Linked DNA regions of Rattus norvegicus: region 2 is linked to region 1. The links are chromatin contacts, called in public Hi-C maps. All regions are on one chromosome and are shown on one strand. Each heading gives the region's core, a stretch centred on a gene start, on an enhancer-like site or on the middle of the called end of the contact. The rest is flanking DNA. Distances are from core to core; before and after follow the strand shown. Region 1 holds the start of LOC134480379 (basic proline-rich protein-like). Region 2 holds the start of Pikfyve (phosphoinositide kinase, FYVE-type zinc finger containing).

Region 1 (6,710 bases), core at 2,685-5,184:
ATAAGATGGGTCTTGCCGTGCAAACCCACTAACCTGAGTTTAATCCTGGGAACCTGGGTGGAAAGAGAGCTCTGACTGGCACACATTACCATGGTATACTTACATCAGGACACACACCTGCAGTACTAATAACAAATAAAATTAAATTATTTGTCTGGGCTGGTCGAGCATCTATCTCAGAGACCGAGAATATGCCTAGGATATACAAGACCCCAGTGCATATACACAATTGGATCTTTTAAAAAGAGATGTTCTAATCCTTTGTAGAATAAATTGAAACTCAGAAGAAAAAACTGCATTTTAGAAGCAATTTTAACAATTAAGTTTAAATTAAACTATGCATTTACTGTGTGTAGCGGTTCGAGTGTGTGGGTTTAGACTCAGGTGTGCATGCACATTTGGAGGCCAGAAGCTTTGAGGCAGCGTCTCTTACTGAAACTGAAGCTCACTGCTACCACTAGACTAGCAGGCCAACAAGCCTAAAGAGTTGTCAGCTCTGGGATTATTGGCTTCACCACTTGCAGCTTTTGGTGGGTGTTGGAGTTCTAAACTCTGGCCCTTATGCTTGAGGGTAGGGACTTTGTGATCGAGCCATCTCTCTAGGTCCAAAAGAACTCTTTAAATTAAGTACAAATTGTATATGTTTATGACTGTAACATGGTGCCTAGATATAGCTATATCTCCTGGGATAGTTAGTTCAAATAATTTTAACATATATAACATGTTTTTCCTTTTCCTTTAAAAAAAAAAATCAACAAAGTTTCATCTAGCCCAGGTTGGCCTCCAACTTGATAGCAGGCAAGGATGGATAACTGAACTTCTGGTCTTCCGGACTCCACCTCTTGAATACTGGGATTATAAGCATGAGGACCATGCCGAGTTTTAGGTGGTATTTCGGATTGAACCTGGGTCTTTGTGTTTGATAGGTAGCTAAATTTCTAGCCCACATACTTATCTTTGTGTGTGTTTGTGCTAAGAACGCTTAAAACCTATTCTTAGCAACTTATAATTATATCATATTGTTACTAACTGTACTAACCATTAAGTATAAAAATATTGGTTGCTACCCTTTTGGTGGACTAGCTACCTCCAATAAATCCAATGAGTTGTTTTGGTGACAGTTTCTGTATCTGAGTATCCCAAGCATTAAATGAGGTAAAATATATTATTTAGCAACCTGCCTGAGATATGTTAAATATCAGCGTACTTAAACTATTCTGGTTTTAGATTTATTTATCTTTATGTGTATGAGTACTCTGCCTGCATGTATGTATGTGCACCTCATACATGCATGGTGCCCAAGGAGGTGGGAAGAGAGCACCAGCCCTCCTGGAACTGTAGTTCCAAATGGTTGTGAGCCACAGTGTGGGTGCTGGGAACTAAACCCAGGTCCTCTGCAAGAGCACACAATGCTCTTAACTGCTGAACCCCAGCCCCAGTCAGCATATCTTAAAATAATCCTTAAAGTAATATATGTGGGAAAAGAAAAACTAAAGTAATACAAAAAAACTATACACGTTTATCTTGTCACTTTTTTTGTTTTTGTTTTGAGACATGTAGCCCAGGTTGTCCTCAGACTCAGCATCCCCCTACAGAATGTTGGACTTAGAGGTATGAGCCACCACACCCAGCCAATGTTTGTTTCCATTACTACTGTCATTACTTGGGATCTCCAAGCAAAAGTCAGATTTTTGTTGTTTAGAAGGTTGACAGAGCAGTAGACAGTAACGTCCTAGGCAGAACCAAGTGAAACAACCCAAGTATTCTGGCTGAATTCCAGTGCAAGTGGTTTACATTCTCCAACCTCCAAATAATTTTTATTATTAGCCAACACTTGTCTATCGCAGCAACATACAAGTAAAGGGTAGTAGGCCTCCCCTGGCATGTTGGCAGGCTGGACAAACTTTCCATTGCGGGTTCCTTCCTTATCTGACTGGTATGCTCTAGTCTATTCTCCTTCCACTAATTCTTAGCCCGGGCTGTTTCTAGACCCTGAGGGCCAAGCGGTTACTAAGAACAAAAGAGATTAAATATGAACACCTTATAGAATTCTAGGGAATGAAGCAATGTATGTTTTAAACATTTATTAATAGCTGTGATGTCTGAGATTAAATACAGAATTTCATTAGCTCCCACAAAACCTTGTTGATACACTGAAAATGGCTTTTCAGCCTGTACAACCGGCACAGAAGACAATAACACCCAACAGATCTCAGCCAGTGAGGGCAGTTCAGAGTCCTTCAAGTACCCCTTAGGCTCTCCCCTACTTCGAATCCCTCCCACTCCCCTCCCCCAGCAGAGGGAGTGAAGGAGCAGTATACAATTTAAAGCCTCTTCATAAGCGTGTGAATGAATTTCAAGCATGCTAAACACCTCAGTCTCCCAACCTAATTAGTACTCACAGAAGAGAGGCATTTGTGAGACATTTAAAACTTGGAGTATACTAACCTATCAGGAGAGCGCCACTGTGTGTCCCTCCGTTGACAGCGGGTAGCAGGTCTTTCCACGGTTCCTACTGCCCCAGTGCGACCCCCTTACCGGGTCCCAGCCTCGCCAAAGTGCACAGCAGCCAACCCTGGGGAACCCAGCACCGTGAGCTGTACACTGTCCCAGTCCAAGAGTTTTTCTCTGTGGGTGTCTTCAGATCTGCCAGGGATTATAAATTGCTACTGCTAAGGACTACCGTCTCTAGAGTCATCCAAAACTGGAAAGAAATTCATCCTCTAGTTACAACGGCAAGATTTTGTTGTATATACGAAAGGCAAAGCCTGGGAAATATCGATATTTCCTAGGGAGGGTAAAGATTGTGAATTCTGCTGCCCAACTTCTGGTTTCGGATTCTAGGTTTGTCATCAGAGAGCCTACTGTGTGCTAGGAGCTCCCACAGGGAAGGGCACAAGTTTGTCAACGTTTCTGCTGTCTTGTTAGCTCAACTGTTTAGGTCAAGTTCTGAGGCGTTCTGGCCTCAGAATTCTAGGGTATCCAGATTGCCTATCAAGGTGTAAACGATTAACTAACACGAGGTTGCTCATTAAGTACTAGCGCGTCTGTCACCTAGCACAAGGCAGCTCAGAAGGGGGAGGACAGGTGGCACAACTGAATTGACCTCTCATCCCTTTAAACAAGCACCGGACCTCGATAAGGACACTTAACTGGAGAGAGATGGCCTAGTGGAGGCCCTGGAAGCAGGCGTTCAGAGAGCAGAACCTTCAGGAAAGTGAGTACCATTCTGGTGAACCACCACAGAGAACTCCAGGACTTGGGGCCAGGTTTCCCGCCCGGGTTCTCTGGGAGGCCTGATTAGCATTGACCCCGCCCTCGTAACTTGCCGGTCCACTATTGGCGGACGCTCTTCCGCTGCCCGCTCCGGGAGGGGCCGCGGGGCGCTCGCAGAGAGGCCAGGACAGCAGGGCGGTGGGCGGGGACCCGGAGAGGGAGCCGTGGGACGGCCCAGCTCCGGGCAGGGCGGGAGGGGGCGGGCCCGGGGCGGGGCCTCCCGGCGGGCATTAGAGGCAGGTGACCCGGGCGGGGCGGGAGAGGGCAGGCAGCCTGTAGCCGAGACTCGTCCGCTGCCGTCGCGCACCGTACGGAGCTCCCTGGAGGTGGGCGAAAGAGTGCGAGAGCGCGGGGGAGGAGCCGAGTGGGGCGCGTCCCGAGAGCGCCGCCACCGCCCCCCGGAGTCTGCTGGAGCGCGGAGCCCCCTGCAGGGGAGGCGGCGAGCGGCTGGCGGGACGCGGCGGCGGGCGCGGACCATGCAGTCCCCGCCCGGCCAGCGCTGGCTGCTCGCTGTGCTGTGAGGTGGCGGGGTCCCCTCCGGCTGCCGCATCCCTCCGCCTTCCAGTTCAAGTGCTGCCCGGCGCCCTTGCCCTTCGTCCCGGCCCCGGGACGCCGGTGGAAGGCACGGCCTGCCCCTGCCTTGCTCTGCCCGAATCATGCAGGGGGCCCCGAAGGAAGAGAAGCCGACTGACCGGCCCGCGCCGCCCGTGGTCGAGGGGCGCCCGGCTCTCTGAAAGGTCCTCCACCTGCTGCCATGTGTCGCCGCCACAGGTACCTAGCTTGTCCTTAAACTTTCCCAGCTCTGGGCCGATTCGGAGTCGCGGGACGGAGGAGCCCGGCTGGCTGCAGACATCTGCCGCCTAGCAGGATCCTCAGAGGTAAGAGCCCGCGTCTTCCCTGTTCACCCGGTTCCTCTGCCCCTTTCTCCGGGACTGAGCTCTCTGGCCCCAGGCATAGCCTGCAGGGCCGGGCCAGAAAAGAGAGGCGGGTGCGGGCAGTGGGGTGGAGGGGGTGGGGGCGTCTGAAGTTTGGCTGCAGGAGGAGGGGAGGAAAGGAGTTAATCTAGAGATTGGAGCCGGTTTACTGAGACCAAGCGGTTGGCTCTCCTCTGAGAGGAGTGGTTGCGATTTTTCTTCTCCCCTACCTTCTCTTTTAAGAGTTCTGTCCTTGGAGTCGGAGCCCTAATAGTCCCTCCAGCTCTATCTGGCGTGGAGCTGAGCGCTGCCGGCGGAGGCAGCGCCTTCCAGAAACAGTTGATCTTTGGACGGATTTCTTTAAGGAAAAGAAACCAACAGGTTGCCAGCCCGGGCGTCACAGTCAAGACTCCAGAGAGGGAAGCCCCGGCCGCAGATTCGTCGGTCAACGCAGACCCTCTCGGGCAGCGGGTGGCAAAGGGAAGAAGGGGGCGATGGCTAGACCCGACCCGTCCGCGCCGCCCTCTCTTCTGCTGCTGTTGCTGGCACAGCTGGTGGGCCGGGCAGCGGCCGCCTCCAAGGCCCCAGTGTGCCAGGAAATCACGGTGCCCATGTGCCGCGGCATCGGCTACAACCTGACGCACATGCCCAACCAGTTCAACCATGACACTCAGGACGAAGCAGGCCTGGAGGTGCACCAATTCTGGCCGCTGGTGGAGATCCACTGTTCCCCGGACCTGCGCTTCTTCCTGTGCTCCATGTACACGCCCATCTGCTTGCCTGACTACCACAAGCCGCTACCACCGTGCCGCTCCGTGTGCGAGCGCGCCAAGGCCGGCTGCTCGCCACTCATGCGCCAGTACGGCTTCGCCTGGCCCGAGCGCATGAGTTGCGACCGCCTCCCAGTGCTGGGCGGCGACGCTGAGGTTCTGTGCATGGATTATAACCGAAGTGAAGCCACCACCGCGTCCCCTAAGTCCTTCCCGGCCAAACCCACACTCCCAGGACCACCAGGGGCGCCATCTTCCGGGGGCGAATGTCCCTCGGGAGGCCCGTCTGTGTGCACGTGCCGCGAGCCCTTCGTGCCCATCCTGAAGGAGTCACACCCACTCTACAACAAGGTGCGCACCGGCCAAGTGCCCAACTGCGCAGTGCCCTGCTACCAGCCGTCCTTCAGCCCGGATGAGCGCACGTTCGCCACCTTCTGGATTGGCCTGTGGTCTGTGCTGTGCTTCATCTCCACGTCCACCACTGTAGCGACCTTCCTCATTGACATGGAACGATTCCGCTACCCTGAGCGCCCCATCATCTTCCTGTCTGCGTGCTACCTGTGTGTGTCACTGGGATTCTTGGTGCGCCTGGTTGTAGGCCATGCCAGCGTCGCCTGCAGCCGAGAGCACAGCCACATTCACTATGAGACTACCGGCCCTGCGCTGTGCACAGTCGTCTTCCTCTTAGTCTACTTCTTTGGCATGGCCAGCTCCATCTGGTGGGTCATCCTGTCGCTCACCTGGTTCTTGGCGGCTGGCATGAAGTGGGGCAATGAAGCCATCGCAGGCTATGCACAGTACTTCCACCTTGCTGCCTGGCTCATCCCCAGCGTCAAGTCCATTACGGCGCTGGCACTGAGCTCCGTGGACGGAGACCCAGTGGCTGGCATCTGTTATGTGGGCAACCAAAACCTGAACTCGCTACGAGGCTTTGTCTTGGGCCCACTGGTGCTGTACCTGTTGGTGGGCACGCTCTTCCTTCTGGCAGGCTTCGTGTCACTCTTCCGCATCCGGAGCGTCATCAAGCAGGGTGGCACTAAGACGGACAAGCTAGAGAAGCTCATGATCCGCATTGGCATCTTCACTCTGCTCTACACGGTGCCAGCCAGCATCGTGGTGGCCTGCTACCTGTATGAACAGCACTATCGGGAGAGCTGGGAGGCAGCCCTCACCTGCGCGTGTCCGGGGTCGGACGCTGGCCAGCCACGCGCCAAACCCGAGTACTGGGTGCTCATGCTCAAGTACTTCATGTGCCTGGTGGTGGGCATCACGTCGGGAGTCTGGATCTGGTCCGGAAAGACCCTGGAGTCTTGGCGGCGCTTCACCAGCCGCTGCTGCTGCAGCTCTCGACGGGGCCATAAAAGCGGTGGCGCTATGGTCGCAGGAGACTATGCGGAGGCCAGCGCCGCACTCACTGGCAGGACCGGGCCGCCGGGCCCCGCGGCCGCATACCACAAGCAAGTGTCCCTGTCGCACGTATAGGAAGGCCTGGAGGCCGAGGCCCAGGGACAGTGCTGGACGTTGAAGGGGGCGGTTGTGTAGCTTGGTAGCTTTGTGAAGGTCACTTCCGTTTACCTTCTTGGTGCTGATGCCCCCTCCCTGAGCGGCTTGGAGAGGAAAAGGGGGCGGTTTCAAAAGATTACCTGTCCCCAGTATTCTACCAGGGGGCGTGGCTTGCAGTGCTGTGGGGTTAAGTGTATTCTAGTTTGCATTTCTTACTGCTTTCTTTAGAAGTACCTTGTTTTTAATT
Region 2 (7,030 bases), core at 3,950-6,449, 440 kb before region 1:
CGCTCTTGCAAAGAACCCTAGCTCAGTTCCCAACACCTATGTCAGGCAGCTCATAACCACCTGTAACTAACCCCATTCTCACCTCCTTAGGTACTCACACACATGTACATAAACACATGCATATACATAACTGAAAATAATTTTTTAAATTTTTAAACATTTTAAAGAAAAAGTAAAAAAAACAGAATGAAAGTCCATTCCACCAGCTACCACTTTGTGTACATGAACTATGTGTTTTCCTTGTCATTTGTAAGTTTGTGAACATACTAAAAGAAACACAACACAAGCCTCACATAAAAAAACCTTGACTTTTTAGATCAGTTAATGGGAGAGATCTCTTTGTACTACTGAAACAGTGCCCAGCATACCAGGTGCTTTTTAAACTTTCCTAATACATAACTTACAACAACTAAATGTAAAATGTTATCCTGGATAACAAAACTGTTAATAAAACAGAGCTGGTACTATTAAAAGTTCTACTAAAGGCCAGGTATGGTATGGCACATACCTTGACTCCCATCACTAAGGAGGTAAAGACAGGCAGATCTCTATGCGTTGAGGCCAGTCTGGTTTACATAGTAAGTTCCAGGGCTATAGAGTAAATTCCTATCTCCAAAAAAAAAGAAAAAAAAAAAAGAAAAAAAAAAAAAGAAAGGAAAAAACTATCTAATTCCTAAAAACAGGTTCTATCTTCTAACACATTTCAAACAATAAAGACAAATAAATCAGGCATGGTAACTCATGCCTGTAATCCTAGCTCTCAGGAGACTAATACAGGAAAATGGCCTCGTGTCCAAAGTTACACAGTGTTTCAGGTTAGCCTAGGCCTTACCTCAAAAAAAAAAAAAAAAAAAAAAAAAAAGGCAAATAAAGAACAAGATATGGCTATATTTTAAATTTTGGTTAAAAAACAATTAACATTGTATTCAAGAACTCATCCTTTAAATTATCTGTTCATTCATATCATTTACAACTCAATCCAGTAAGTCCCAACATGCCTGCTGTCAGCTTCTAAGATTTTAAACATATAAACCATATACTGCTGTTTAATGTTAGTGCTTTAATTAAAACCTTTTAGTTACCAACGCCTCCCTCAAAACAAGTTTCATTCTGTAAGCCTGATTAAGTCGAAGCACACTGATAGAAAATATGTGGGAAAAAATGCTTTCTCATTAAGAAAGACCACCCTAGCCCTCAATTCACACAAATAATTAATCACAAATAATGTGAAATGCTACCTTTTCCTTCTTAGAAAGACTGGTGACCTGAGATTGAAGCTACCACCTTGTTAATATTTCACATCCTTGAAACATTAAAGGGAATGCAGAGAATCCAAACTGCATTTTAGAATGAAGTCTTACCTTTGTTAAAACGAAAAAGATTTACAAACGAACTATATGCTGACTTGAAGGGGGGCTCATCCTGGTCAGGAGTCAACGGTTTAAAGTGAGTGAGGTGAGAGGGACTGGCAGGAGAGTGAGGCAAGTCATTAGCAGAGTCCAATGTCGGGGAGCTCTTGTCATCTGTGGCCATTTCATGAGTCTGGAAAGAAAAGCAGGGAGGGAAAGAGATTCCTTAGAAACCATTTGAAGAACAGGCAAATATCCAGACAGCCCCCTTGTGTGACTGTCAATTATTCTTATCAATAAACACCAAAGAGTAAGGAAACCTATGTCCGAATATTCAAATTCAGGCTTAAAACACACTGCTGTCTAAATTAAAAGAGCCTCAACACTTAAAACCATGGTCATGTGGCTAAGCTAAATTTAAATATTACCATTCTTATTCTCTTTACAATTAGAGTCAATTTAAAATCTGCAAGTAAGACATAAATATGAGCAGACAAAAAAATTCCCATTACTTATAGGTGTCCAAGGATTTTTGGTAATAATAGCTTTTTAAAGTTACAGTGGACACTGACTTTATATAACATAAGCTGCTCAGCCTTATTGTATGCATGTATCTCAGGAAAAGAAAATCAGTCACGCTGTATGACATGTCTATGCCATCTGAGCAAACAGCTTCAGTAATTAATGCCTGTGACAAGTACTCAAATCAACAAGCTGCCTGTTCTTTCCTCCTAGGCACAGGAGCTTGGGATTTCCACAACCACACTCTAAGCCTAAACTCGTAAGATACTAGGGTATGGCCTTCTTATTTTTGTTTATAAGTAATCAAGAAAGCATAGCCAGTCAAAGCAGTAAGTCTAGTCAGGAAATAAAGTCACAGGAAGGGACTAAGGCTCTCTCCCTGTAGACTGACAGGTTAAAGAGAAGTATTCTTTGCCATGTTAGTAAAATACAAAACTTTGTAATCTACCTATCCAAAAAGGGCATTACACTCTTCTAAAACGGTTTTCTCCTTCAAAATCACACCTGTTGGTTCATTTTATGTTCACAACAGTCTCAGAAGTTATAAAGTCAGCATTATCACTATGGTTAACAATTGAGGCAACTAAGGTACACTGAGCCTAAACGGTTTTCATCTGGGTGGATCAGAGATAGTAATAAATAGACGTGTGACTGTGCGACAAGTCTTGCAACAGAATTCTCCAACAGTCTTCTATCAAAAAGAAAAAAAAACTGTATTCCTCACAGACTTCCAGTTCTAGCCAATTGTATTCTCTTAGTACTCAAGATTCTCTCAGATTATTAAATTAAAACAGAAATGAAACCACTGACTTGGATGAGATTTTGGCAACAAGTGCTTAATGGAAAGGATGGGGAAGAAAGGAGAAGAGGAAGGCAATGGAGTAGGGGGAAAGGAAAGGAAAGGAAGCAGAAAGACAGGGAGGGAGGACCTCTAGTATCATAAAGTATTGTCTCAGTCGGGGTTGCTATTGCTGGGATGAAACGCCAAGACCAAAGCAACTTCCGGAGTAAAGGGCTTATTTAGTTTACACTTCCACACTACTGTTTTTATCATCAAAGGTGGTCAGGATAGGAACTCAAGCAGGGCAGAACCTGGAGACAGGAGCTGAGGCAGAGGCCAAGGAGGAGTGCTGCTTATTGGCTTATTCCTCATGAACAAGGGCTCAACCTGCTTTATTATAGAACCCAGGACCACTACCACCCACAATGAGGACTGGGCCTTCCTTCATCAGTCACTAATTAAGATGATGCCCTACAGGTTTGCTTACAGGCCATCTTATGAAAGCAATGTCTTAGTTGAGGCTCTCTCCTGTCTGAAAACTCTAGCTTGCGTCAAGCTAACATACAACTATGATCCTACAGCATGAAGGATTAACATGATGACTGATCAAGTAAAAACTCAAAGTTTTGTTTTGTTTTAAAGACCGCCGGAGAAAAAAAGATGTAATGGCAATAAGAACCCTCATGCTTCTGAACACAACCTCTTACACTTCCACAAAAGTACCAATGAAAGCGCAGAAACCAATCTGCTTACAGAGTCTTAGAATTACTTCTAAAAGTCTATATCTACAACTTTCATTAAGCTTTGGACATGTGAAGGTAAAAACTGCCATGAAAACACACATCAAGTGCAGTCTCTGAAACATGAATGCAACCACATAGACGTAATCTTAATAACTACATGCCACCAGCATCCGAAAACTTACAACTCTGATTTTTAGCAGCATGATAACTGTTTATGCTATAAAGCATGGCTCTTTCTGCATACATAATTAGAAATGTTAACCTACTTATCCAACAACTTCTGCAGTGTCTCTCTTTATCCCAAGGCCAGTGTGGTATACGCAGATTTGCAATAAGTTTCTTGGTAAAGCAAATCAGAAAATGAGTCCGATATTAAAGTGTAGGAAATAGCTTGACCTATCTGCCCATAGGAAAATTGTAGTGAAATTCCAAACAGCAGCGCAATCATTTTCTTAAATACAATTCTCAAACTTTTATCTATTGATGCAGGACAGCTGAATACAAGCAATGTTAGCTTCCATCAAGAAAGGCTTAGTGTTCGTTTTTTTTTGGCCCATGCACAGCAGAAACACTAAAGGAAAACCAGTGTGATTCATGTAACTGTTCCAGAAAGAGGAGAAGGGAGGGGGAGGACTCGGGAAGTTAGTGTTGCTTCTCAGAGAAGTCCTGACCTTTGTCACAAGCCTGAACCTAATGAATCGGAGAGAAAGAAACTAAGACTATCTCCCCTCCAGCCGCCACCCTACACCTGTGTCTGTCTCTGTCCTGGTCTACCCCGCTCCCCCTCCCTCCGGGGAGGGGGAGAATGGGGGAATGGGAGACCAGGACAGAGTGGGAGTCCTGGAGAGGCAGAGATTCAAATAAATGTAAAACAAGACGGTGCGATTTGCTGGGCAGCTACATCTAGAAATACAAGATACATCGAATGAAGCAACCCTTCATCATTTAACACATTACGCGCGTAAGATACACAGCAGTAACCTGCTTTATGCAGAATGTACACCTTCCCTGAATGTCCTAAGAACCTAAATACGACAGAAGACCCTAAATTTCTAAATGCATCCATCAAATTTCACTTTCAACATTTCTTGGGAACCTCTTGGGAAAGGGGAAACGACTTATTGGGAAATAAGTCTCCTCCTTAAAACCACTACGTTAAGTTTTTTTCTTTTTTCTTTTCTTTTTTTTTTTTTAAGCCTCAAACAGCAGACAGCAGCATTTAAGCTGATGGACACACTCAAGCTTGGAATGGTTTCTGTGGGTCAGAACTTTCTTTTCCAGACTAAAGCTGCAACCCTGAGACTTGCGCTCACCCGCTCAGAGGAAGAGATGACATGGTCCACCTCCGAAATAAGTTCGGGCATTAGGAAAACAGAGAGGCAAGAGAACTTCCATTGTGTCAAGGAAGCCTGTGCAGGAGATGGCCCAGCCGGCTTCCGTCCGTCTCGCCACACAGGGCCGGCGGGCGCTCAGAAGCCAGCCGGTTCCCATCAGGTCTTCCCCGCTCCCCGGCCGAGCCTCGGCCGCAGAGTCCGCAGAGTCCCGGGCCTTCGCCATCCCTCAGGCGGTGCTCCGGGACCCACGCCGGCCTTCCTCCCACTGCGCGCCCTGCCTGCCCATGCCTCGCCGCCTCCCTTACCTTCGCCTCCCGCCCCGGCCCCGCGGGCCTCCCGCCTCCCCGGCCTCCGCCTCACCACTCTCGGCCAGGAAGCCTTAGCCAAGCGCAGGGCCGGCTTCCTCAGGCAGCCGGCGGTCGCGCCGAGGAGCCCAGAGGTATACGCTGTAACTGCGGTTTCTCGCTTCTGCCTACCACCTCAAGGCTCCGCCCCGATACCCCTTCTGACCAATCAGCAACAGGCTCCAAGGGCCGGCTCCGCCCACTCCTCACCGCCCTCTGGACCTTCCGATCAGATGTTCAGGCAGAAAGAATCTAACCCAGAGAATATCGTTCCAGGCCCCCAGAGGACTTAACGCTGCCTCAGCCTTCCTGAAAGAAGAGAGGACAGTGCACGTGAGCATCACGAGCGCCGGGCACTAGACCCTAGTTGGTCTGCTGTTACCGTATGTGTTCAACACTGTGAGCACTCATAAGTTAGGCTGCTCTCCGAGCTCTCTTGGACCGACTTCCACCTGTGTAGCCCAGAGCGAAGAGATGGTTAGCTTTTAGGACACTTTCAGGACTCCGCTAAAACCAACTGTGTGTCTTTGAACAAATTACTTATTTCTCTAGGCCTCAAACCTCTGGTGGATAAAGCGGGGTTAATTATAGCAGCGTTCACTCCCTGTTGTTTTTTAATTATTGTTGTTGTTAATGGGTTTTGTTGTTGTTTGAGGATTAGGTAAAACACCGCATGAAAAGTAGTTGGCACAGAACCTGACCAAGTGATGTTGACTATAGCTTCTTTAAATTAGGGTTTTGTGTTGCAGATAAGAATTATCAAGTCCTGACTTGCTCAGGTTGGTATTAACGTGACGCGTTATTTTTGTCCTGCTAAAAGGGCTGTGCAGTTAAAAGTAGAAAACAAGCTAAAACCTGCTTACTGAAAACGCAGGGCTTTTCAGGGGAGCACTGAAAGGAATCTGGAGGTTGGTGTTATTCTGAGAATTCTTTTCCTCTAGAACTTTGGCATTTCCCACCCAGCTTTGTTTTTTGTTTTTGGTTTGTTTTGTTGTTGTTGATGTTGTTGTTGTTTTGGTTTTTGTTTTTTTCAACGATGGAAAATACCGCCAAAACCTGAAGCTAGAGGACGCTGCAACTGCTGGTCACCATCCTTAACTGGCTCTTGGTTGGATCTTGTCCTTAGTGCCCTTTGGCCTTCATTACTACTATGCAAATATGCAAGTCAAAAAGCTGGGCTGCAATCCTTAACCTAACGACCTCTACCAAACACAACTATCTGCAAACACGTCCCTCACTCATATCCCTGTGGGCTTGCAATGTCTCTTCAACCAAACCTTTCCCAATAACTTCTCCTTGGCCCATAAACATACTCAAGCATCTTTCTTAAGAAGAAAAGAAAAATATTTTCTTAAATTACTCCAACAGACGCTAATATCCCATAAACGTACAATAAATTATGAAATAGGCCAAGAGAACACAATACATAATCCAACTGAGAGGATAGCAAGATACAGAAAAAACTATATACAGAAACACCCGTTCAACTAACACTTTTTGAAAGATATAGTGGGCTATGCGGGTGCTCAGGAAGGTCAAAGGGATCAGATTCTGTTTTGTATTTTGATATAGGGGGTAGTGAGCCCCCAAATGTGGGTGCTAGGCATCAAACTTGGGTTCTCTGCAAAAGCAGTATGTGATCTGAACTTTGAGCCATCTCTCCAGCTCCTCAACTAACATGTTCTGAGTGATTAATTGGAGAGGTCCTCATTCTCAGTAATTGGCCATGTAGGTACTCTGCTAAGGGTAAAGCCGTGACCATAACACAGTTCACGTTCCCCAGAAGTTTGCACTTCCATGTCTACATTAGCCTGAAGTTTAATCTCTGTGAGAAAAATTGAGTTCTCTTTTAGGAAAGAAATCAGTTTGGGTTCTTACCTCAGACTAGCCGTCAAAATTTAATTCCAGGTGTATTTTATCTGTAGAGACATTTTGTTCCTATCCATAACTATTCTCC

The links. A called contact is a pair of places that touch in the nucleus more often than the background predicts.
Region 2: a Hi-C map of mammary epithelial cells shows a contact between it and region 1, with 6 times the contacts expected there. The contact joins the promoter of Pikfyve here to the promoter of LOC134480379 in region 1. A contact is called at or near these places in 4 of 12 Hi-C or Micro-C datasets (frontal cortex, liver and mammary epithelial cells).

Annotation. Positions count from the first base shown.
Region 1 is chr9:73,610,865-73,617,574 of GRCr8, reverse strand. LOC134480379 (basic proline-rich protein-like) reads right to left here and starts at 3,934. Exons shown (of 2, transcript XM_063267899.1): 1 at 2,449-3,934. The coding sequence starts at 3,934. The coding sequence ends at 3,194. Fzd5 (frizzled class receptor 5) reads left to right here and starts at 3,536. Exons shown (of 2, transcript NM_173838.2): 1 at 3,536-4,154; 2 at 4,434-6,710. The coding sequence starts at 4,685. The coding sequence ends at 6,442.
Region 2 is chr9:74,055,683-74,062,712 of GRCr8, reverse strand. Pikfyve (phosphoinositide kinase, FYVE-type zinc finger containing) reads right to left here and starts at 5,199. Exons shown (of 42, transcript NM_001427277.1): 1 at 5,035-5,199; 2 at 1,362-1,542. The coding sequence starts at 1,533. It also overlaps a transcript of Idh1 not described here.